7 separate regions of the Mus musculus genome follow, and regions 1, 2, 3, 4, 6 and 7 are each linked to region 5. The links are chromatin contacts, called in public HiCAR-type and HiChIP or PLAC-seq maps. All regions are on one chromosome and are shown on one strand. Each heading gives the region's core, a stretch centred on a gene start, on an enhancer-like site or on the middle of the called end of the contact. The rest is flanking DNA. Distances are from core to core; before and after follow the strand shown.

Region 1 (2,818 bases), core at 196-2,695, 800 kb before region 5:
TGAAAGATTTGAGCGCAAAATACTTTGAAGAAACTGGAAAGCACTATTACATCACTCCCAGTTGCTACTTTAAGTTCTTGGAGACATTTACCCACAGTCTGAGGATAAGACAAGAAGAGATGCAGACAAAGAGGTAAGGCTTTGACTAAAACAGAAATGTGTGTTTTTACATCAGTGCTTCTGTGTCTATAAAATGCCATCTATAAAAGATAGACACAAATACAAAATAATGAATTCAAATCTACCTTTCCTGTGGGAGCCTCGGGGCCAGCAACTACAGCGGATCATAAGGAGACAGTCCGCACCTCCCCTGCATGCATCTGGAGGCCACCCCACCATGGAGAGACTGAGGGATCTAACATGGAAAAATCAGTTCTTGTTAGATTGTTTCTCACCGATGTAGACAGTGGAAGCAAGGCGATGGCTGGAGGTGCCATTCCCTGTGGCTTTGGGGCTAATACCAAAAAACAAGTGGCCAGATGCCTGCAGCACAGATGGCCAAGAACATGTGCCATACTGCCTCAAAGAGCATTATGGGTCACAGCTCTGGCTGAGAATATATAGAAGAAAAACATACACACACACACAACACACACACACAAAGCAGGAAGCCTCAGGCGTGATTAGATCCATCTTCGTCGTTGCTGATGGTGCTGTTGTGGTTCTTGTTGTTGGACTATCTCTGACTTGTTCTTTGATAGTCTTACACATCTCCAATGTATCTTGACCATGCCCATCCCAGCACTCCACCTCCCTCGCCTCCAGCCTCTCTCCTTGCGTCTTCCCACAGACTCTCACGTCCCTCCCTAGCCTCTTTTCTTCTTTTTTTTCTTGCTCTGAGTCCAGATAGCCCTGTTTGCTGGGATGTTGAGTGGATCTTGTTGACGCAGGCTCACCCGGGTGAAAATAGCTGCAGTGGAACCCGAGCACCATGCTATGTCCTGTCCAGAAGACAGCCTTTCATGGTTCTTCTCCCAGCCTCCAGCTCTCACATGCTTTCCTCTGCCTTTGTAACTTTTTTTATGGTGCCAAGGACTCAGGTGTGCTAGACAAGCAGTCTGCCACTCACTTCCTCCCACTGCCCCGAATACATAACCAGAACCCAGGAGACAACGAGAATCTGTCTCGTGACAGCCCCCTGGAGAGAAAGTAAATGGATAGGAATCAGCCTTGGAATACTTCTCACAAATATCCAGAATTCTCACATGCCAGAACAACAGAGCTCCAGCTGAGAGTCAGAACCAGGGCAGATGAGTCACACCTAGATGGGCTTCAGGCCCCACAGGACAGTTACCCTACTAAGAGCCCATAGCCCATTGCAGGCCTGTTGTGCATCCAGCAAACAAGTCATTAAAATAAAAAAAGCCCCTTTGTCAGGCACCTTTGGACAGACTCCATTCAGGCTGTCTTATAATATGTTGAATGAGAGTAGCTGTAGTGAGGACTCCCACTGAGAAGCTAAACCACAGTCAGACGCTCTGTACAGAGCAGAGCTCCATCACTCAGCTGGTGTGTCTAGACATCCTGGCAGTTATACAACTCTGCCCCAGCTGGGCAGCAGGAATTATGAGTAGTCTTGTATGATGAATACATCCCAGCCTGGCATTTACCTGATAATTTAGTGTAGCCTTGATCACCCTCTCCTAACCTGGGGTCAGTGTCAGATTTCATTGACTTTTGTCTGCGACATCAGGTGGGCTGAAAGACTGCCAGTTCAGTGCAGAGCGGTTGGGATAGTTGGAACACAGGCTAAAGAAGCCACAGTAAGTTCAGAAGTGAATCTTGCCCTCTTGCTCCAGTGGAGGTGTCTACCTTCCAGGGTGTTTCCTCTTGCTCCAGTGGAGGTGTCTACCTTCCAGGATGTTTCCTCTTGCTCCAGTGGAGGTGTCTACCTTCCAGGATGTTTCCTCTTGCTCCAGTGGAGGTGTCTACCTTCCAGGGTGTTTCCTCTTGCTCCAGTGGAGGTGTCTACCTTCCAGGGTGTTTCCTCTTGCTCCAGTGGAGGTGTCTACCTTCCAGGGTGTTTCCTCTTGCTCCAGTGGAGGTGTCTACCTTCCAGGGTGTTTCCTCTTGCTCCAGTGGAGGTGTCTACCTTCCAGGGTGTTTCCTCTTGCTCCAGTGGAGGTGTCTACCTTCCAGGGTGTTTCCTCTTGCTCCAGTGGAGGTGTCTACCTTCCAGGGTGTTTCCTCTTGCTCCAGTGGAGGTGTCTACCTTCCAGGGTGTTTCCTCTTGCTCCAGTGGAGGTGTCTACCTTCCAGGGTGTTTCCTCTTGCTCCAGTGGAGGTGTCTACCTTCCAGGGTGTTTCCTCTTGCTCCAGTGGAGGTATCTACCTTCCAGGGTGTTTCCTCTTGCTCCAGTGGAGGTGTCTACCTTCCAGGGTGTTTCCTCTTGCTCCAGTGGAGGTATCTACCTTCCAGGGTGTTTCCTCTTGCTCCAGTGGAGGTGTCTACCTTCCAGGATGTTTCCTCTTGCTCCAGTGGAGGTGTCTACCTTCCAGGGTGTTTCCTCTTGCTCCAGTGGAGGTGTCTACCTTCCAGGGTGTTTCCTCTTGCTCCAGTGGAGGTGTCTACCTTCCAGTGTGTTTCCTCTTGCTCCAGTGGAGGTGTCTACCTTCCAGGATGTTTCCTCTTGCTCCAGTGGAGGTGTCTACCTTTCAGGATGTTTCCTCTTGCTCCAGTGGAGTTGTCTACTTTCCAGGATGTTTCCTCTTGCTCCAGGGGAGGTGTCTACCTTCCAGGATGTTTCCTCTTGCTCCAGGGGAGGTGTCTACCTTCCAGGATGTTTCCTCTTGCTCCAGTGGAGGTATCTACCTTCCA
Region 2 (2,740 bases), core at 175-2,674, 920 kb before region 5:
GCCCAGCCTGCTCTGGGACTGTGTGAGGAGAAAGTCGGACGACAGGCAGTGAGCTAGATGGTTGGTCTCTCTAGGACATAGTTCAAAATAATACCTTGATTACAAATTAAATATCTGAGTAACCTTTGCATGAAAGTCATGTTATCTATTTTTCTTAGTCTTGTTTCCAACATATGGCAATATTTAATTCCAGTTCTAAACAGAATGAATTGTACAAAGACCATCATTTGACAGTAACCATCAGCTTGCCCAACAATGCAGATAAAAGCTTTTAGTAAGGCTTCTATTTCCAGGTGGAACATGCTAACCATCTTGACGTTTTCATTCACAGATTGTGACTCTGCTGACTATTATTGGTAATTCAGTGGGCTTGGTTAGCGACTACAGCTGCAGGTTTCTGAAATATTGTTACATAGTAGAAAAGGCCAAAGTCATGACTACAAAACTGCCATTCATGACGAACTTGACATCCATCGAGTTTAAAAGAATAATACATAAATTCAGAAGCTACCTAAAGCAAATCGTGACCATGACTATTGAGATACGTATTGGAATTTTTTATGTGAATAGTCTGGATTATCAATTAGCATGCTTACCATATGTTGATGGCATCATACAAATGAGCTACAACCTGTTACAATGTACCATTGAGGAAAAAAGTGCAAATCTATTAGAAGTAAGTCTTTATTTTTTTCCTCTTTTTTGTTGAATTAATTATTAATGAATCCCAGCTTGAAGGGGGGGGGGTCACTTCCCACCTCAAACATTTATGTTCCCAAGTGAGACACACATACACAGCCTTTATATTTTTATATGCCTTAAGCAGCACAATAGCTGGCCTCCACGCTGCGAGAACCTGCCCCAACCTGCAGGACTTGTTTAAACAACAGGATTCTCGAGGGAAGGGAGCTACAACAACAAATTTTGGGATTAGAAGACACAAAAGAAGGATGCAAGACAAAAATTCTGTTCAAGCCTCGTTTACTCAGGGGAGATGGGGGGCTTTTTAAAGCTGAAAACCGCAAACAGAATTTGCTCAGGTACACAGGCCAAACCACAGTGCTAGGTAACACACTAAGGTCAAAGGAATGTCCCCATTGTAAAAGGTCCAGAAAGGAGTGCCCTCATTGTAAAGGGAAAGGAATGCCCCACATTGTAAATGTCCTGAGTCAATTACAAAACGGAAGCAAGATAGTGGAAGAAGCAAAAGAGTGTTAGATAATGGCCCTGGAACAAGATTCCAGAGGCTTCTGGGGCCCCAACAAGAACCTACCTCTGCCAGTAATTCCTAGTTACCACTTATTAATTCTTATGTTCCATCTTGGTTACTCTTCACTCCAATTAGACATCTGGGTGCTCTCCTTGCTTCTCTACCCCATGGCAGACTCTGTCTCTCCTCCCTCCACACTCTCCTAAGCCATCTCCCCTTCCTCTCCTCCCGTCCCAAGCCCAGGAAACGCCAAGCTCTCGCCTCTGTCTGTCCTCCCCAGCTCTCAGCTGCTGCTTTCTTTATTTACCAGTCAGAGCTAACTGAGGGCAGGTTCCCAGAAGCTATGTGCAGACCCTATCGTGCAAACAGTTTTTTGGGGGAGCATAGTTAGCATTCATAATACAAGCAGGTACACCTTTTCATAAGAAAATTTCAGATTAGATTATAACTTGATGATATACAATCAAAAATACATATAAGTATTATACTCAGAAAATCCCAAAGTACTGTGATTACATTTGTTTTTGTGTTTAGTCTTTATCTGTGTATAAGTGCATTTCTGTATGTGAATGTGACACATACATTTGCCATAACATGTGGAGGTCAAAAGGCAAACTTCAGGAGTTGTTTGACACAGTGTCTCTTGTTTGTATCACATAAACCAGATTAGAGGCCCTTGGGCTTCCAGAAATTCTTCTCCACTTGATTTGGCCGTAGGACTCCTGGGATTATAGACATGCATGCTCTTGTGTAGTTTATGGAGATGCAAACTTTGGTCCTCACACTTGCAAGTACTTTACCCAACTCAGTCCCTCCTCAGCACTTACATGTGTGTTTTATTAAATATCACTTCCTTTAGAACTTTCTGTAACTACGTGGAAGACTGCGCCCCATGTCACTGCCCATCTCTTTTTTTTTTTTTTTTTTTTTTTTTTTTTGGCTTTATAACGCACATCATTGTCTGACATCATTGTTCCCCATAGACTCACTAGGCTATGGCTTGTCTGCTTTGTAGAACAAATATGGATCCCAGTATCCTAGCTGTTGCCTGTACCAGCATCCTCCCATAGTACCCAAGACAGGTTTCAAGACCAGAGTTTATGATAACAGCTATCATTTTTTTTTCTTTATCCAGCCAGACTTCCAATACTTCTTAAACCCAAAGTTACAAGCTGCCCATCGACTGTGCCTCTGCAGTATAACTGTGAGAGGATAGCAGCATTCTCACACATACCAAGTCTAATGTTGCATCAAACCTTATCCAAAGTAGCGAACAGAGCTTGAGTGGGCCAGGAATAATTTTCAAGAAAGATGTTAATTGCAAAAGGAGAAGCGCCAGTGGCGTGGAAGCGGAGTTGACAGGCAGGATATTGCAGGCAGGAGTTAATGTAGCTAGATTCAGTTGCACATGACTCCCACGTGCAACAGCAACAGCAACAGAGCTGTCGCCTACACAAGTTAGAACTAATTTCTCTTGTGGGAAGTAGTAGTGCCCACATAGTGACTTGTAGCAGGGACGGTAGGGAGGGC
Region 3 (2,700 bases), core at 45-2,544, 680 kb before region 5:
GACAAATTGACATTGTCATGCATAAATATAGATTGCATCACATTTGTCTGTCTGTTTCTTGTGTGTGTATGTGTGTGTGTATCAGAGTGTATGTGTGTGCATGTGTCAGTGTATATGTGTATGTATATATGTGTATGTGCATGTGTGTGTCAGTGTGTGTGTGTGTGTGTGTGATCACACCCAAGGATCACACAGGGATCACACCCGAGGCTTATGCTCCAACACTAGGGCTGATGAACCCATTTCAAAGGTCTAACACAGAGGCTCTCAACCTGTGGGTTGTGACTCCCTGGTGGGAGGGCTCGAATGATCCTTGTACAAGGGTTACCTAAGAACCCTGGAAAACACAGATTTACGTACTTTTTGCCTGGGACCCCTGCTCCGCCCTGCACAAGCTCTTCATCCATCAACCCAGCCCACACATTGAACACCCCTTTCCTCCTGCTAGAAGAAAACTCCAGGGTAACAGGTCATTACTCCTCATCGCAGTGTTCAGACAACCCACCCAAGAGTGCCCACCCAAGGGCTCAGTTTTTGATCATATATAGGCATAATCCCAGCCCCTAACTGACAGGCCATCACTCCTTACCTAAGTTCTATAAAACCCCCTTGCTTTATACGGGATGCGTGACTCCATTGCCCTTCTGTGAAGTCAGTGAATCCTCCTGAGAGCTGCCTCCTAATAAACCTGCCTTTATCTACTTTTAATCTGGTCTAATCTAGCCTATACTGCATCACTGAGGAAGAGAGAAAGGAATTCAATTACGATTCATAGCAGTAGCAAAGTTACAGTTATGAAGTAGCAACAAAAATGGTTTTGTGGGGCTGACAAGATGGCTCAGCAGTTAACACTGACTGCTCTTCTGAAAGTCCTGAGTTCAATTACCAGCAACCACATGGTGGCTCACAACCATCTGTAAAGGAATCTGATTCCCTTTTCTGGTGTGCGTACACACACACACACACACACACACACACACACACACACACACACTTGTATGGTTGGGGGTCACTACGACATGAGGAAGAGTATTATAGGGTCACAGCATTACAAAGGTTGAGAAGCACGGCTCTAGAAGGTGTGAACCCAGCTAGCCTGCCTCTCCTTACAGCCATTCCTTGTAACGCTGGGTTGTTTGGCAGAAAGCAGGGCTGGGGTGTGGCCTTAGTATTGTTTGGACCTGAGTTTGACCTCACATCCTGAAGCAAGTGGCAGTTGCTGCCCAGCACGGGAGCAGGAAGTGGGTGGGGCTTGCTCCACATGGTGGTTCTTGAGAGAAGAAACAGAAGTCATAACCTCTGCGGTTTGGTTTGTGTTGCAATACGAGCATCAGGAAGCTGCTCTTACAGAGCCTGATGTGTAAAGTTAAGGGCAGATAGAGCCCTGACTGGTGGAGGGGAGGCCCTCCATCCTCCATAGGAACTGTCCAGGCCCTGATAGCTGGAAAAACCATTAAATTTCAGGAAATTTCCCCCAAACATAACTCGGTCCTTAAAACGGAACAGTCAGCCGGGCGTGGTGGTGCACGCCTTTAATCCCAGCACTCGGGAGGCAGAGGCAGGTGGATTTCTGAGTTTGAGGCCAGCCTGGTCTACAGAGTGAGTTCCAGGACAGCCAGGGCTATACAGAGAAACCCTGTCTCGAAAAAAAAACAAAAACAAAACAAACCAAAACAAAACAGGAACAGTCAGAGAATATTTGCAACAATGTAATTTGATCAGCCAGGCCTGATCCCAGCACTTGAGAGGCTGCCTCAAGAGGATTGCTGTGAGTTTGGGACCAACCTGCCTACAACTTGAAATCCTGTCTCAAAAACAAACCACAACAAAAAAGAAAAACCAAAACTACAAAGAACAACAAAACAAATGACACTTGGTTACCCCCCCCCCCCAGGGTCTCACATAGTCTAGGCCAACCTTGAATGACCTTGGATTTCCAATCCTCCTGCCTCCACCTCAGAGGGTTGAGATTACAGGTGTGACTGATCATACTTGGTTTATTCTCTGCTGATGATCTGAGCCCAGGTTCTGTGATTGCAAGATACAGACTCTACCAACACAGCTATGTCCCCAACTCTAGTTAGGGTGCCTTATTCTTAAAGATAAGCAGCTTTAAGATGGGTGTGGTAGCACATGCCAGTACTTGGGAGGCGGAGGCAGGAGGCCAGCCTGGTCTACAGAGAGAGAGTGCAGGGCATCCAGGGATACACAGAAAAACCCTGTCTCAAAAAAAAACAGAAGAAAAAACAAACAAACAAAAACAAAGCAGCCCCTCCCCCCAGGGGTTTACCTTGACTGAAAAACAGCACCCATCAGTAGTGTTACCCAATTTGGGGTTCACAGCTTGTGTACCAACAAAACAGGTTCAGCTAGCCTCTCTCCATAAGACAACTAAAAGAGCCAGACTCACAGTAAAATGTAGAAAAAAAGAGATGTGACCACGTTGAGAAGGACAAAGATGGACTCCCTCTCCCATGTCCATCTTGGGGTCCTGCTTAAAAAGAAGGCAAGGTTCTGCCTAAGTCATCAGTAAGGCATAGTCCTGCCCACCACCAGCTCTGCGTAAACTTCAATACTGTCATGAAAGGTGACCACTTGGGTTGGTCGCTTTCCCCTCTCCCAGCATGACATTCCCAAGGAGGAGAGCTTCCTATCTTTGAGGTCCATGGTTTCCAGAGTTTCTGTAGGACATCTTCATCA
Region 4 (2,997 bases), core at 431-2,930, 680 kb after region 5:
CTACGGCTGGAAACCTGCCTCAGAAGGCAAGCAATTCTTCCCTTTCCAGATGAACACTTCCACCACCCATGAACTATAAAGGCTCACGTATTCTCAAGAGCTTTTTCTCTTATAAAAGTGAAGGGAATAGTGGCTGGGGGGGCTCACAGGTTTTAAATCAAGATTAGATAAAATCAAGCCTTATCAGATAAGCAACAAGTCTACCTCAAAAAACGAAATTAAAGGGCCTGGAGAGATGGTTCAGCCGTTATGAACACTGGCTGCTCTTCCAGAGGACCTCAGTTTGCTTCCTAGCACCCACATGGCAGGCAGCCCACAACTCTAGAGACAGGCACTGTGATGCCCTCTTCTGGTTTCTGAGAACAACAGGCCCACATGTGGTGCCCAGACATACATGCAGGCAATAACACCCATACACATAAAAACAAACAACTTAAAAAAGAAATGAAGAGATGCAAAAAGAAATCAACCCAACAGTTAGCCCCATGACTTCAGAAGACTGCCTTCAATGTCTTCATTAATATGTTAAAGCACTATGTTAGGTGCATCCTGCATTACATCAGCTGTGCCACCCAACAAACCGTTCTTATAATAACTTGTCTCACTGCAGCACAAATCTCAAGTAAGTCAGTGAGATACCGGGTTATGGATAAATGCACAGTGCTTTCTGGTTTGTTTGTATGTTTGTATTTGTTTCTTCAAGTAGTTCAGGTCAGACCACCAAGTAAGATGTAAGTTACCAGTACTGGCAAATACCGGGGGATAAAATTAAGATTGTAACTCTTGGGAAGGGAAACACTTGAAGCAATCAGTATACACCAGCCTCCATCAGTGACAGTACTCTGGCTTTGCCTAGTTATGCTCAGTGTGTGGCAAGAATCCAATCTATTTAACATCTAAAAATGTGTCACCCCATTGAGAAGCAAACAGTAAGTCATAAAGTGCAAACATGAAGGTGCAAGCTTTGTCCAGATACTTACAAGCTCACTCCACGACAAAGGAAGTGGGACAACCTGAACTCCGCAAGGTAGAGAAGAGTCTAAAATGAAAACTTCAGTGGGCTTGCTTGTCTGAATCAAAGACCTAAAGTCCTATTAGTCTGACAAAGCCTGAACGGGAGCTAAGTGAGTAAGAGTTCAGGTTTTCCCTACGAATGTTGGGTATTCCCCTCCGAAGACCACTGGAAGAGGGGAGAAGTCTTAAGAGAAAGAAAGCAATGTATTGCAAAGAAAGCAATGCTGAGCATGCAAGCCTTGGCTGCTCATCTCGCAGATGAGTTAGGTCAAGACGTCCTTCTCATCTTTAACCCCGAGGGTGAAAAGAGCTGCCTCTGGAGCGTCTCCCTGCAAGCCCCCCAAGGCCATCTCGGGCCACCTTCCCTACGAGCCTGGGGACGCGGACACACCCCCATGGAAGATGTCACCTCGGCCTCCTCAGCCCCTCGCAGCCACCCTCCGCCGCCAGCCGTCCTCACCCCGAGATCCCTGCTCTCCCGCCGCGCCGACTCCCGCGTGCCTCCTCGGCCTCCCCGGACCGCGGGGACGCAGCGCCGAGAAGCATCCACACCGACCACGGGCGTCCGGGACACTGAGGCTCCGAACTCTGCTCCAGCCGGAGCTCGCGGATCCTGGCCCGGAGCCGCGCTTCCGCCTGGCGCGGGCCGCGGTCGCCAGCGGGACCGGAAGTCCCGCCTCCGGCTATGGGCCCAGGCCTCCTGCTACTCAAAGCCGCTGCAGCTGGGCTGGGGTGCAGAGGCACATGCATCTCCTGTCTCCGTCTTAGCTGTCACTTAGCCAGTCTACAAATGCTGGGCCAGGTGTCCACTAGATGACTCTGAGACCGACCTCTGAGCCCACATTCTGGTTGAAAGTTGAGCTAAACAAAAGCAGTAGCTAATCAGACACCGCGAAGGACTATGTTTTATTTAATTCATTCAGACTGTTTCTTTTCTCCATCACTCATGAAACAAGAAAATGGTAGACGGAGAACCACACCTTGACACACTGTCTAGTTATCTTTAGCTCTTGTTTTTTGTTAAAACCTACTTTCATGTCAGGACTCTAAGGATAACTAAGAGGCATTGAAGTCAAGGCTGGGGACTCTTGTATCTCCTTATCCTTCACAATGTAGCAATTTTGAATAATTCTCTTTTTCTGCTTTTTACTATTAATTTGGGTCCTTTAATTGGCTTACTGAGGATAGGTGGCTGAACCTGGTGTGTTGGAGCACAGGCTGTAACCCTACAAGAAGCACAATTTGTTGTAACACAGCAGTGCTGTGGGAATGGTATGGTGTGTAGAGTTGAGCAAGAAGACGGACTATAAATAACAATTTCAGTTGAGACTGAATTAAAGAACAAATAAGAGTTAAAGTAGGCAAGGACATGCATAGCAGTATACCAGAAAGTAAGAGCCTGTCTTGTTCAGGCAACTGCATAGAAGTACAGTCAATTAAAGTCCAAGACCTCAAAGGCAAGAAAAAAACATAGACAAGACCAGATGTTGCTGTACTTTCGTAGTGGTTTGTAGATTTGGCCCCCCCAAAGATTCGTGTTTGAATGCATGGCCCACAGGGATTGATACTATTAGAAGATATGTCATTGTTAGAAAAGGTGTGGCCTTGTTGGAGGACATGTGTCACTGTAGGGGTGGGCTTTGAGGACTCCTAGTGCTCAAGCTCTGCCCAGGATGGAAGAAAGGCAAAATGCAGAACCCTCAGCTCCTTTACCAGCACCATGTCTGCCTGGCTGCTGCCATGTTTCCTGCCATGACGATAATGGACTGAACCTCTGAAACTCTAAGCCAGCCCCAATTAAATGTTTGCCTTGGTCCTAGTGTCTATTCACAGCAATGGAACCCTAACTAAGACAACTTTATACCAAATATTTTAGCTTCAAATTTCATACAACAGAGTCAATGGAGTCACCATTAGAATAGACAAAACAGCGGATCCTGGGGTTGCCCAGAGTGACTGTCCTAGCTAACAAAGAAAAGAAAA
Region 5 (2,720 bases), core at 173-2,672:
TGAAGTGCCCCTCCTTGTCTTTTTTGATAACTTTGGGTTGGAAGTCGATTTTATTCTATATTAGGATGGCTACTCCAGCTTGTTTCTTTGGACCATTTGCTTGAAAAATTGTTTTCCAGCCTTTTACTCTGAGGTAGTGTCTGTCTTTGTCTCTGACATGTGTTTCCTGTATGCAGCAAAATGTTGGGTCCTGTTTACGTAGCCAGTCTGTTTGTCTGTCTTTTTATTGGGGAATTGAGTCCATTGATATTAAGAGATATTAAAGAAAAGTAATTATTGCTTCCTGTTATTTTTGTTGTTACAGTTGGGGTTTTGCTCTTGCAGAAGGACCATGCAGAGACTGCCCTATTCAGGGATCCGTTACATAATCAACCACCAAACGCAGACACTATTGCATATGCCAGCAAGTTTTGCCGACAGGACCCTGATGTAGCTGACTCTAGTGAGGCTATGCCAGTGCCTGACAAATATAGAAGTGGATGCTCACAGTCATCTATTGAATGGAACACATGGCTCCCAATGGAGGAGCTAGAGAAAGTACCCAAGGAGCTGAAGGGGTCTATAACCCTATAGGAGGAACAACAATATGAACTAACCAGTATCCCCTGAGCTCATGTCTCTAGCTGCATATGAAGCAGAAGATGGCCTAATCGGCCATCATTGGGAGGAGAGGCCCTTGGTCTTACAAAAATTATATGCCCCAATACAGGGGAATACCTGGGCCAGAAAGCAGGAATGGGTGGGTTGGAGAGCAGGGTTGGGGGGAGGTATAAGGGACTTTTGGGATAGCATTTGAGTTGTAAATGAAGAAAATATCTTTTTAAAAAAAAAAGTACTCAGAAGTACTCAGGAGGTTCAGGAGCCGGACCAAAGTTTGGTCACACAAAGAATCTTTGTGTAGGTGCTGGTGGAGGCCAGAGGCGAACCTTGCAGGTACACAGAGGCCAAAGAGTGTATGATGTGGTGACCTGTGACAGTGTATCAAAGGGAAGGAGCCTGTGTGATAGGTGTGGTTGGAGAGGGATCAATATAGACCCTGTCACAGGAGAGCCAAGGGCATGGAGATGCACCCCTGGGAGCAAAGCTCTGGCCAGAAGCAATCTCCTACACCCCCAGCCCAGCTGACTCCCTCTCCTGCAGACCTGGGAAGGACTTGGGTTTCTTGATGACAATGACACCCTGCATCTTCCCCACCCCCCACTCCCCACGCCAACACCCACCTCCTATTCCCTCACAATGGCACCCAGCGCTCTCATCCCAGTCACACTGACAGCTGTCAGGAGAGAACTTCTGTCTTTACTCTTGTGTGGAGCTCAGACGGTTTCTTTGAGTACAGACAACTGCAAAGTTCCCTGAGATTGCCTGAGCAAACATGAATCCTCTAAATACCCAAACCGTGCAGGGACCAGTCGGTGGTGGATGATGTCACAACCAGTCAGAAAGGACAAAATGGCGGCTGCAAAGGCCTCTTTGATGTTTCGTTGGCTCCACCGTGTGGCAAAATATAGTAATGTTATTTCAAGAAAAAAATTAAGTCAGCAGTACAGAAAAGAAATCTCTACCTAAAAGGCCTTTCCAGCATAAGCAATTAAAATTAGCAAAGTGCACTGGTGTATTTATCAATATTCAGATTTCAAAGCCCTCTGGCTGATACCAACTCCTTCACAATATGTATGTAATATCTGTCTCTGTTATTCATGCATTTACCAATTGTCCATCATAGCCGATCTATGTATGTATGTGTATGTATCTATAATCAATTTATCATCTATCTATGTGTCTGTCTATAATCTTACTATTATATATCTATAATCTATTTGTATCATCATCTATCTACAATCTATTATTCATATTTCTATCATCTATCATTATCTATGTATCTATCATCTATCATCACAATCTACTCATCTACCTAATTATCTGTCTATCTATCTATCTATCTATCATTCATCTACCATCTCTCTATCAATCAATTATAGCCTATCAATAATCTATCATTATCTATCATCTATTATATCTGTCTATAGTCTATCACAATCTACCTATTATCTATCATTTATCTATCATCTCTCACTCACTGTCTCTATCATTTATCTACCATTTATCTATCTGTTATCTCTTACACTCTTTCTATCCTCTATTATCTACCTATAATCTGTCTACCTCTACTTTTAACATGCACACAGGAATCTGCCTCTAAGAACCCTTCGTTTTGTGTTTGTCCCTGCTGGCTGAGGCTTGGGGACTGTGGTAGGCTGAGTAACAGCTTCCTGAAGATGACCACACCCTAATTTCCCAAAGCTGCACTGTGGTACTTTGTAGGGTAAAAAGGAGGCCAGGAAGTGAAGCGATGCGAGGCAGAGGCAGTCCATAAACCACAGTATGCAGTCAGTGTCTAAACACAGAGGGTGGCAAGTGCATGAACTCCTGCATGCAGGGGAGCTCTGGATGTAATCTAGTGAGGTTGACTGGGACCCTTCAGCTCTTGAGCCACTCCATTTGTCACTGCAGCCGTAAGAAAGTCATGCAGCAGGAGGGTGCCACTCCGTATGGAGCCTGGGAGGCCGAACCGTAACTACTTTCCCTATGCTTTGGGGATTGGTTCTCAGGCACATCACTCAGGACATGGCTGTGGAGCAAGTTCTCAGCAAAGGGAGTGGAAAGACGATTTCTTTGTGGGATGCTGGCGTGACCTTTGGGGTCCACTGCTACAAATAGCC
Region 6 (3,013 bases), core at 447-2,946, 710 kb after region 5:
GTACAAAGTAAACGCCACACACACACACACACACACACACACACACACAGAGTTACCTGCCTCTTGGATTTAGAGCGTTAGAACACTGATGGTGAGTGATGTGCGCTGAACAACTCTAGAGACCGTGAAAAGAGCAGAGGAGACAGAACACTTTAAAGTCAAAACATCTATTTGTAAGTATTAGTGTGTGTGCGTGTGTGCACATATGAGGTCGGAGAACACTTGCAGGAGTTGGTCCTCTCCTTCTATACGTGGGTCCAGGGAATTCCACTCTGGTCGTCAATGTTGGCAGCAAGTGTATTTCCCTACTAAGCCGTCTCCCTAGCCCCAGAGTACTCTCAATACTTACAATTTGAGTTTGTTTGTTTTTAGAGGAAACCTCCTTGCCTTGCATCCTGTTTCAGTGATTCCATAATCAACCCAGCTGCATTTTGTTATAGTTGATTTTTTAATATTTGCCTCTCCAGTGAACTAGAAGCGCCTTCACAGCATAGAGCCTGGTACAAGATAAGTATTTAGTAAACATTTCAAGAATGATCAAACGGAACTGGCAAAATGACTTGACAAGTAAGGTTACTTGCCACCAAGTCTGAGGATCTAAGTTTGATACCTGGGACCCACACAGTGGAAGAAAACTGACACTTGCAAACCTGTCTTTTGACATCAACATCAGCACCATACCAAGCGATCCCCTCAGTAGAATAAATGTGCTTTCTAAAAAGGAGTGAATAAACAAATTTAAAACCTACACTGAATGATTTCCTTACCCAGGCTGCTGACTGACTGTGTGCTCTGCATGGTTTAGGCTGACTGTGTGCTCTGCATGGTTTAGGTGGCATTTGCCTAGGTCTGTGTCACATCTGTGTCTATGGACTCTTCCAAGTCCTTTCTCCTTTGTATGTTCTTTACTTCTAGCCTCTCTCTCAGAACGGATGCCTGGGGTAGGAATGTGCATTAGACTCCTTCAATAGAGAGGTAGGGCTGAGGACTGAGAAGTGGAACCGATGGCCCAGAAATCAAAGCTCACCCTTGGAATGCCCTGACCCTGAATCACAAAAGGTGCTAAGATCTTGAAGTCCCACTTCCTGATTCATCAAAAAGACCAAAGGATGAAGAGTACCTTCAGACCCTCTTGGATTCCAGGAACCAACATGTCACCTGACAGTAGATAGCCTTCAACAATATCACGTGGAAGGGATAAGGAAGGGGAGGGAGAGAAGCAAGGGAGAGTAGCTTCGAGCTGTAAAATGGTTTCGCTAAAACTGTCATCAGAACCCAGTTCTCTCCCCCAGTCCGGCTCAAATGCCACCATCTTTTTGGCATCTTTAGCGTCACTGATCACATAAGGAATGGCATCTACTTCCCTCTTCCTGACGGCAACTTAATTATGAAAGCAATCTTCTCACATCGCCGCCACAGCTGCTACTTCCAGGTACCTGAAATGCCGGTGCCCCAGCTGTCTTGATTGAGGCCCAGTTTGTAGGAAAACAAGACAAAATACTTTGCTGCCTTGATTCTGGTGGGAATTTAATTTAATTAGCATCTGATTTACACAATGCACTTCTGACAGCTGTGTTTGTAGAGTCTCCGTGGAAGCGAGAAATTACCATCCATTGAAATCATCATCTAGACTTATTTATCATCCTGCCGCATCTTCCCAGCCTTGAGCGCTGGGGACTTCTGTGTCTTTCTGGCACGCTTCAAGAAGGTTAAGGTAAATAATACTAAAGTGAGTGCACCGGGCTTTGCAGGGGTGCTTAGTGCAGGCTTGTTCTGCAGCCTTAATCGGGTCAGGGCTGGAAGGGAGAGGCCTTGGAGGCTTGATCAAAGGGCAGATGCCTTTTCATGTTGGGTTTTAAGAAAGATGAAAGATCTCAAATGAAAAAATGCTTAACACCTGGGCAGGAGCTGCTGGCCACTCTGAGGAGGGTGGCTCAGGGTGGATGGGAGAGACCGAGGGTAGACACACACCGGGACTTCTTCAGGACCTACAGCTTGACTGAGGCAACTAAGAAATTGGGGGAGGGGGAAGTGCTTAGGTTAGTGACTGCCTGGCTCATAAGAAATCCTTGTTGGGGCTGGTGAGATGGCTCAGCGGTTAAGAACACTGACTGCTCTTCTAGAGGTCCTGAGTTCAATTCCCAGCAACCACACGGTGGCTCATAGCCATCAGGAATGAGATCTGATGCCCTCTTCTGGTGTGTCTGAAGAGAGCAACTGTGTACTCACATACATAAAATAAATAAATCTTTAAAAAAAAAGAAAGAAAAAGAAATCCTTTAGCCCCTGCTTTACAGGTCTTTTACTTAAAGGGTTTACAAGTGTTACTATGTATCTTGTAACTGGGAAGCCTCCCTCAGGGACCGAGAGACATTCTGGAGAATATAGTCATTTGTAGAATAAGATGGCCTCCTCCAAAACTCCATGGGAAGGCAGGATCCTAGCTTGTATCATCCCTGGCTGATGCACACAGTTAATATAAGTTCCTGCCCAGCCACCGGCCTGTTAAGTCCTCTACTGTCCGTTCCCTCTAATGTGCCTCAATCAAAATGGCACTAAGTTCCTCCTCCTTCTTCTGTACATGTTAAAATAAGTCTCCCCTTTTCAAAGTGTTGCACAGCAGATCCTGCGAGGCACCTCCAAGTCTGATCTTAGGATGATCCTGAGCTGGATCAAATAAAAGTCTCCGAACAATGGAGTTCTATGCTCAGAGCAGGGAGCTAATTGAAAAGTGCTGACCAATATTACAGCAAAGGACTAGAACAGTAAAAGCCTTGAAGGATACCAGCAAAACCCAAGATATTGCTGGACTCATTGACTCTCAAAAGCCCTGGAAACCCCACTCACTAGCCAATCAGAGTGAACCTGCCTCCCATTTCCTGGTTAGCTAATTTTTCAACAAAGCTTTTTCCTTTGTCATAGTATTGGCTTCTCTGTACATGGGTGTATTTGTTTCCTTGCTCTGGAGTCATCCAGACAGGACTGAAGGATCTTCAGAATGGTTAAGCCCAAT
Region 7 (2,746 bases), core at 42-2,541, 610 kb after region 5:
AGTCAAACAGGCCCTGCCTTTGAAAATGTGAAAGTTAATACAAGGTCAGTTTATTACAGTTCCACATTTGTCTGCAAGGAGAGCTTTCTTGACATGAAAAAAGTGTTAAATTTCAGAGGAGAGAAACCTCTGATTTTATTTTATTTATATATACATATACATATATCCAAAGCATTTCAGGCATTACAAAGTAACAAGTCTGCAGACAGATGACCTAAGAATATAATCTTGAGATACACAAGGATTTAAAAACAAAGCTTAATATTAACAGCTCTGGGCAGCTTCCAAAATATTTCTGGTTTGCAATATAGGATTTCAAAATGTGATATTATACTTTTACAATAGAAGTTCTTGGCAGGAAATCTCCTGCTAAAATGAAGAACAATATATCTTGACTTTAATCTAATTAGAACATTCTCTTAAGGGTTTCAGTTGTATCTTGTTACAAAGCTCTCCACTGAATATAAATGAAAGCAGTGTGCGCCGAGTGCAGATTCTGCCAACAAACTGAACTCTTCCGTAATGCGGATGCTGTGTGTCCATGAGGAGAGTTACACTTGCCTTCTTCACAGCATGAAGAAAAGAAGTGTGCAAGCTCATCTTCTAAAGGTTAGGTATTATAGGAAACTCCGTGTCATCTGAATACATGACTAATACACACACATCATCTTCTTTGATATAAAACGAAATTGTACAGAAGCGTATATAAAACTCAAATCCTCTTTCATCTTTCTTTCTATTTATACTTTTATAGTGTTTATTCTTGTACATTTGTATGTTATAATGTTTTTGGCAAAGAAAGAACCTGAAACCACCCAAACTCTAAAGCTGAAGACACTGGCAGTAGGTATTTCACGAATGAGGGGGAAGCTGCTTCAGATGTTGAAAACACATACATTAACAATTCAAACGTTCAAACAGTTCAAAATTGTGAAAATCACCCTCAATCTTGCTTCAGACATTTGTTTATAAGATAAAATTCTGTGAGATGGCTATAAAAAGATAAGAAATAAGGTTAGATAAGAAATAAAAAAGATAAATAAATGAGCAAGGGAGTAAGGGTTTTATTTATGTCAGAATTAAAGATTATGAAAAAACACAAGATATCCTGGAAGGGCAGTGTTGTCAGACTTAAAATTCGGGCTTGGCTGAAAGCAAACATTGATGTAAATGGACTGCACTGGCAACCAGGCTTGGACCCTGGACAGTTCAAAGGGCCCTGAATCCTTAAGGGCATGGCAGAGTCCACTCAGCAGAGCCACTTAAAACCCTGAAATGGTGTGAGTCTGCTGGCTCACACTGCTGGCCTGTCTCCCCGTCTCCCTAGTTACTCAGAGGACTAAGGCAGCAGGATCAGTGAAGTTCAGGAATTCAAAACTACTTTGTGTAAGAAAGCAATACCCCACCCCCATCTCAAAAAGAAAAACAAAATCACAATATGGAAACAAAAACCATCTCGATGTGCCATCCACCGCAGGGAAGCAGCTGTGGCCTCAGTCACTGGAAGTGACTCCATACTGAAACCCTCAGCAGGGCCTAGCTGCCTACAGTCACTCACAGTGGCAGAATTATGTTTCTCCTGAGGAGCCAGCAGTGACAGCTCCAGCTCCAGCGTTGGGAAGTGTGACTGTGACAAGGTGCTGTCCCAACCCCGCTGGGGTAACTTACCAAAGTCTGGGGCCAGGCAGAGCCTGCAGAAGGCATCTCAACCACTTCAGGAGAGAAAACAGGGCTCCTTGTTAACACATTCAGGTCCTACTCACATAACCTAGTTGGCAGTTCTAATGCCAGTGTGGGAGGAAACTCTTTCATGCGTGTAAACTCCTCAGTTACAAAACTCACACCTTAATCTTACCATGAAAATGGCCTGACATGCAGAGCAAAGCATTGGTTTAGGCACTGAATTGGTGAAGAAATGACAAAGAAGAGAGGCACCCAGACACTTTGAGTACAAAGCATAACAACAAAAACCAAGCTTACACCATTTTTAAGCTGTGTGGGCGGGTGGATGGGGTGTAGAAAACAATGTGTGGGAGTCAGTTCTCCTTCAACTATGGGGTCCTGGAGATCAAACTCGGGTATCAGGCTTGCTAGCAAGCACCTTATCTGCAGAGCATTCTCTTCAGTCCTTACACAGTTACTCATCTCGAGAAAAGTACTGCATTTCCTAGGTAGGGCACTGCATTGAAGTTCCAAGTTAAGTTGTCAACAGGGTACTGCCAAGATGACTTTTGCCTTAAAACAAAACAGCAATTCATCCAGAAGAAAGATTCATACTACAATATTAGTATTAGTACTCGTACTTTGCAAAGGCCTGTCATTGCCAGTACCTTACACAACAGGGAAATAAAGGATATAAAAATAGCTCTGAGGAGCCACAGAAATGAAGCTAGCAAGCTCTGCTTTGTTCCTAAGTTAAGGCGTGAGCTTTGTCGAGCTGCTAGTTAGTTATCTCAGTTGCTCTGCTGGTTAGTTACCTCAGTGTCCAAGGCTCCCTACGAGCTCCACTTAGTGGTCTACAGTCTCATTCCCTCAGGATGCCTCAGCGAGGAACATGATGCACCCCCCTCCCACCCCTGTGGGACCTTAGGCAATGTAATCCTCCCTCCTTCCTCTGCCAAGTGTGATGCCTTGGAATTCACATCCACACCCTGCTGGCTTTGCTGGGAGTCAGACCAGCACCAAGAATCAGGCTCAGACCTTTCCTATGGAGAAGTGCAAGCCTCAAACTTCTTACGTAGAATTA

What was found. HiCAR-type assays count read pairs that join an accessible place to other places. HiChIP or PLAC-seq counts read pairs in DNA pulled down with a chosen protein or histone mark.
Region 1: a contact with region 5 is called in a FOXA1 HiChIP or PLAC-seq map of pancreatic cancer cells. The contact joins two enhancer-like sites. A contact is called at or near these places in 1 of 484 Hi-C or Micro-C datasets (the G1E-ER4 cell line) and 2 of 115 datasets of contacts at active chromatin or transcription factors (embryonic stem cells and pancreatic cancer cells).
Region 2: a contact with region 5 is called in a FOXA1 HiChIP or PLAC-seq map of pancreatic cancer cells. The contact joins two enhancer-like sites. A contact is called at or near these places in 1 of 115 datasets of contacts at active chromatin or transcription factors (pancreatic cancer cells) and 1 of 9 other capture datasets (embryonic stem cells).
Region 3: a FOXA1 HiChIP or PLAC-seq map of pancreatic cancer cells shows a contact between it and region 5. The contact joins two enhancer-like sites. A contact is called at or near these places in 2 of 484 Hi-C or Micro-C datasets (the AML12 cell line and embryonic stem cells) and 6 of 115 datasets of contacts at active chromatin or transcription factors (bone marrow-derived macrophages, embryonic stem cells, forebrain and 2 more).
Region 4: a contact with region 5 is called in an H3K4me3 HiChIP or PLAC-seq map of forebrain, with 6 times the contacts expected there. The contact joins the promoter of Disp1 here to the enhancer-like site in region 5. A contact is called at or near these places in 1 of 39 promoter capture datasets (neural stem cells), 3 of 15 datasets of contacts at CTCF or cohesin (embryonic stem cells, pro-B cells and stem cell-derived epiblast-like cells), 64 of 484 Hi-C or Micro-C datasets (the AML12 cell line, B cells, the BV-2 cell line and 33 more) and 10 of 115 datasets of contacts at active chromatin or transcription factors (astrocytes, bone marrow-derived dendritic cells, embryonic basal ganglia and 7 more).
Region 6: a contact with region 5 is called in an H3K4me3 HiChIP or PLAC-seq map of embryonic basal ganglia, with 6 times the contacts expected there. The contact joins two enhancer-like sites. A contact is called at or near these places in 1 of 484 Hi-C or Micro-C datasets (the P5424 cell line) and 4 of 115 datasets of contacts at active chromatin or transcription factors (acute myeloid leukemia, embryonic basal ganglia, embryonic hindbrain and 1 more).
Region 7: a HiCAR-type map of astrocytes shows a contact between it and region 5, with 2.8 times the contacts expected there. The contact joins two enhancer-like sites. A contact is called at or near these places in 1 of 484 Hi-C or Micro-C datasets (cortical neurons) and 1 of 115 datasets of contacts at active chromatin or transcription factors (astrocytes).

What each region holds. Positions count from the first base shown.
Region 1 is chr1:181,741,201-181,744,018 of GRCm38.p6, forward strand. It overlaps Dnah14 (dynein, axonemal, heavy chain 14), which reads left to right. Exons shown (of 87, transcript NM_001377039.1): 59 at 1-133. Among named protein-coding and RNA genes, the nearest start is that of Lbr, 100 kb to the right of the region's middle. Within about 2 kb of position 1,446, at least 21 of the 459 cell types and tissues checked have an H3K27ac peak or open chromatin away from gene starts, as enhancers often do. A contact at or near this core is called in pancreatic cancer cells, where this site is marked.
Region 2 is chr1:181,622,362-181,625,101 of GRCm38.p6, forward strand. It overlaps Dnah14 (dynein, axonemal, heavy chain 14), which reads left to right. Exons shown (of 87, transcript NM_001377039.1): 18 at 332-676. The region is part of intron 2 of Gm33612 (a long non-coding RNA gene); the gene reads right to left. Among named protein-coding and RNA genes, the nearest start is that of Gm33612, 3.5 kb to the right of the region's middle. Within about 2 kb of position 1,425, at least 36 of the 459 cell types and tissues checked have an H3K27ac peak or open chromatin away from gene starts, as enhancers often do. A contact at or near this core is called in pancreatic cancer cells, where this site is marked.
Region 3 is chr1:181,859,602-181,862,301 of GRCm38.p6, forward strand. No RefSeq gene overlaps it. Among named protein-coding and RNA genes, the nearest start is that of Gm33669, 18 kb to the right of the region's middle. Within about 2 kb of position 1,295, at least 164 of the 459 cell types and tissues checked have an H3K27ac peak or open chromatin away from gene starts, as enhancers often do. A contact at or near this core is called in bone marrow-derived macrophages and pancreatic cancer cells, where this site is marked.
Region 4 is chr1:183,219,849-183,222,845 of GRCm38.p6, forward strand. It overlaps Disp1 (dispatched RND transporter family member 1), which reads right to left and starts at 1,681. Exons shown (of 10, transcript NM_026866.3): 1 at 1,475-1,681.
Region 5 is chr1:182,538,094-182,540,813 of GRCm38.p6, forward strand. No RefSeq gene overlaps it. Among named protein-coding and RNA genes, the nearest start is that of Gm46248, 21 kb to the right of the region's middle. Within about 2 kb of position 1,423, at least 186 of the 459 cell types and tissues checked have an H3K27ac peak or open chromatin away from gene starts, as enhancers often do. A contact at or near this core is called in the Ba/F3 cell line, the G1E-ER4 cell line, astrocytes and 20 more, where this site is marked.
Region 6 is chr1:183,251,230-183,254,242 of GRCm38.p6, forward strand. No RefSeq gene overlaps it. Among named protein-coding and RNA genes, the nearest start is that of Fam177b, 23 kb to the right of the region's middle. Within about 2 kb of position 1,697, at least 10 of the 459 cell types and tissues checked have an H3K27ac peak or open chromatin away from gene starts, as enhancers often do. A contact at or near this core is called in embryonic basal ganglia, where this site is marked.
Region 7 is chr1:183,153,215-183,155,960 of GRCm38.p6, forward strand. All of the region lies in intron 3 of Disp1 (dispatched RND transporter family member 1), which reads right to left. Among named protein-coding and RNA genes, the nearest start is that of Disp1, 67 kb to the right of the region's middle. Within about 2 kb of position 1,292, at least 65 of the 459 cell types and tissues checked have an H3K27ac peak or open chromatin away from gene starts, as enhancers often do. A contact at or near this core is called in astrocytes, where this site is marked.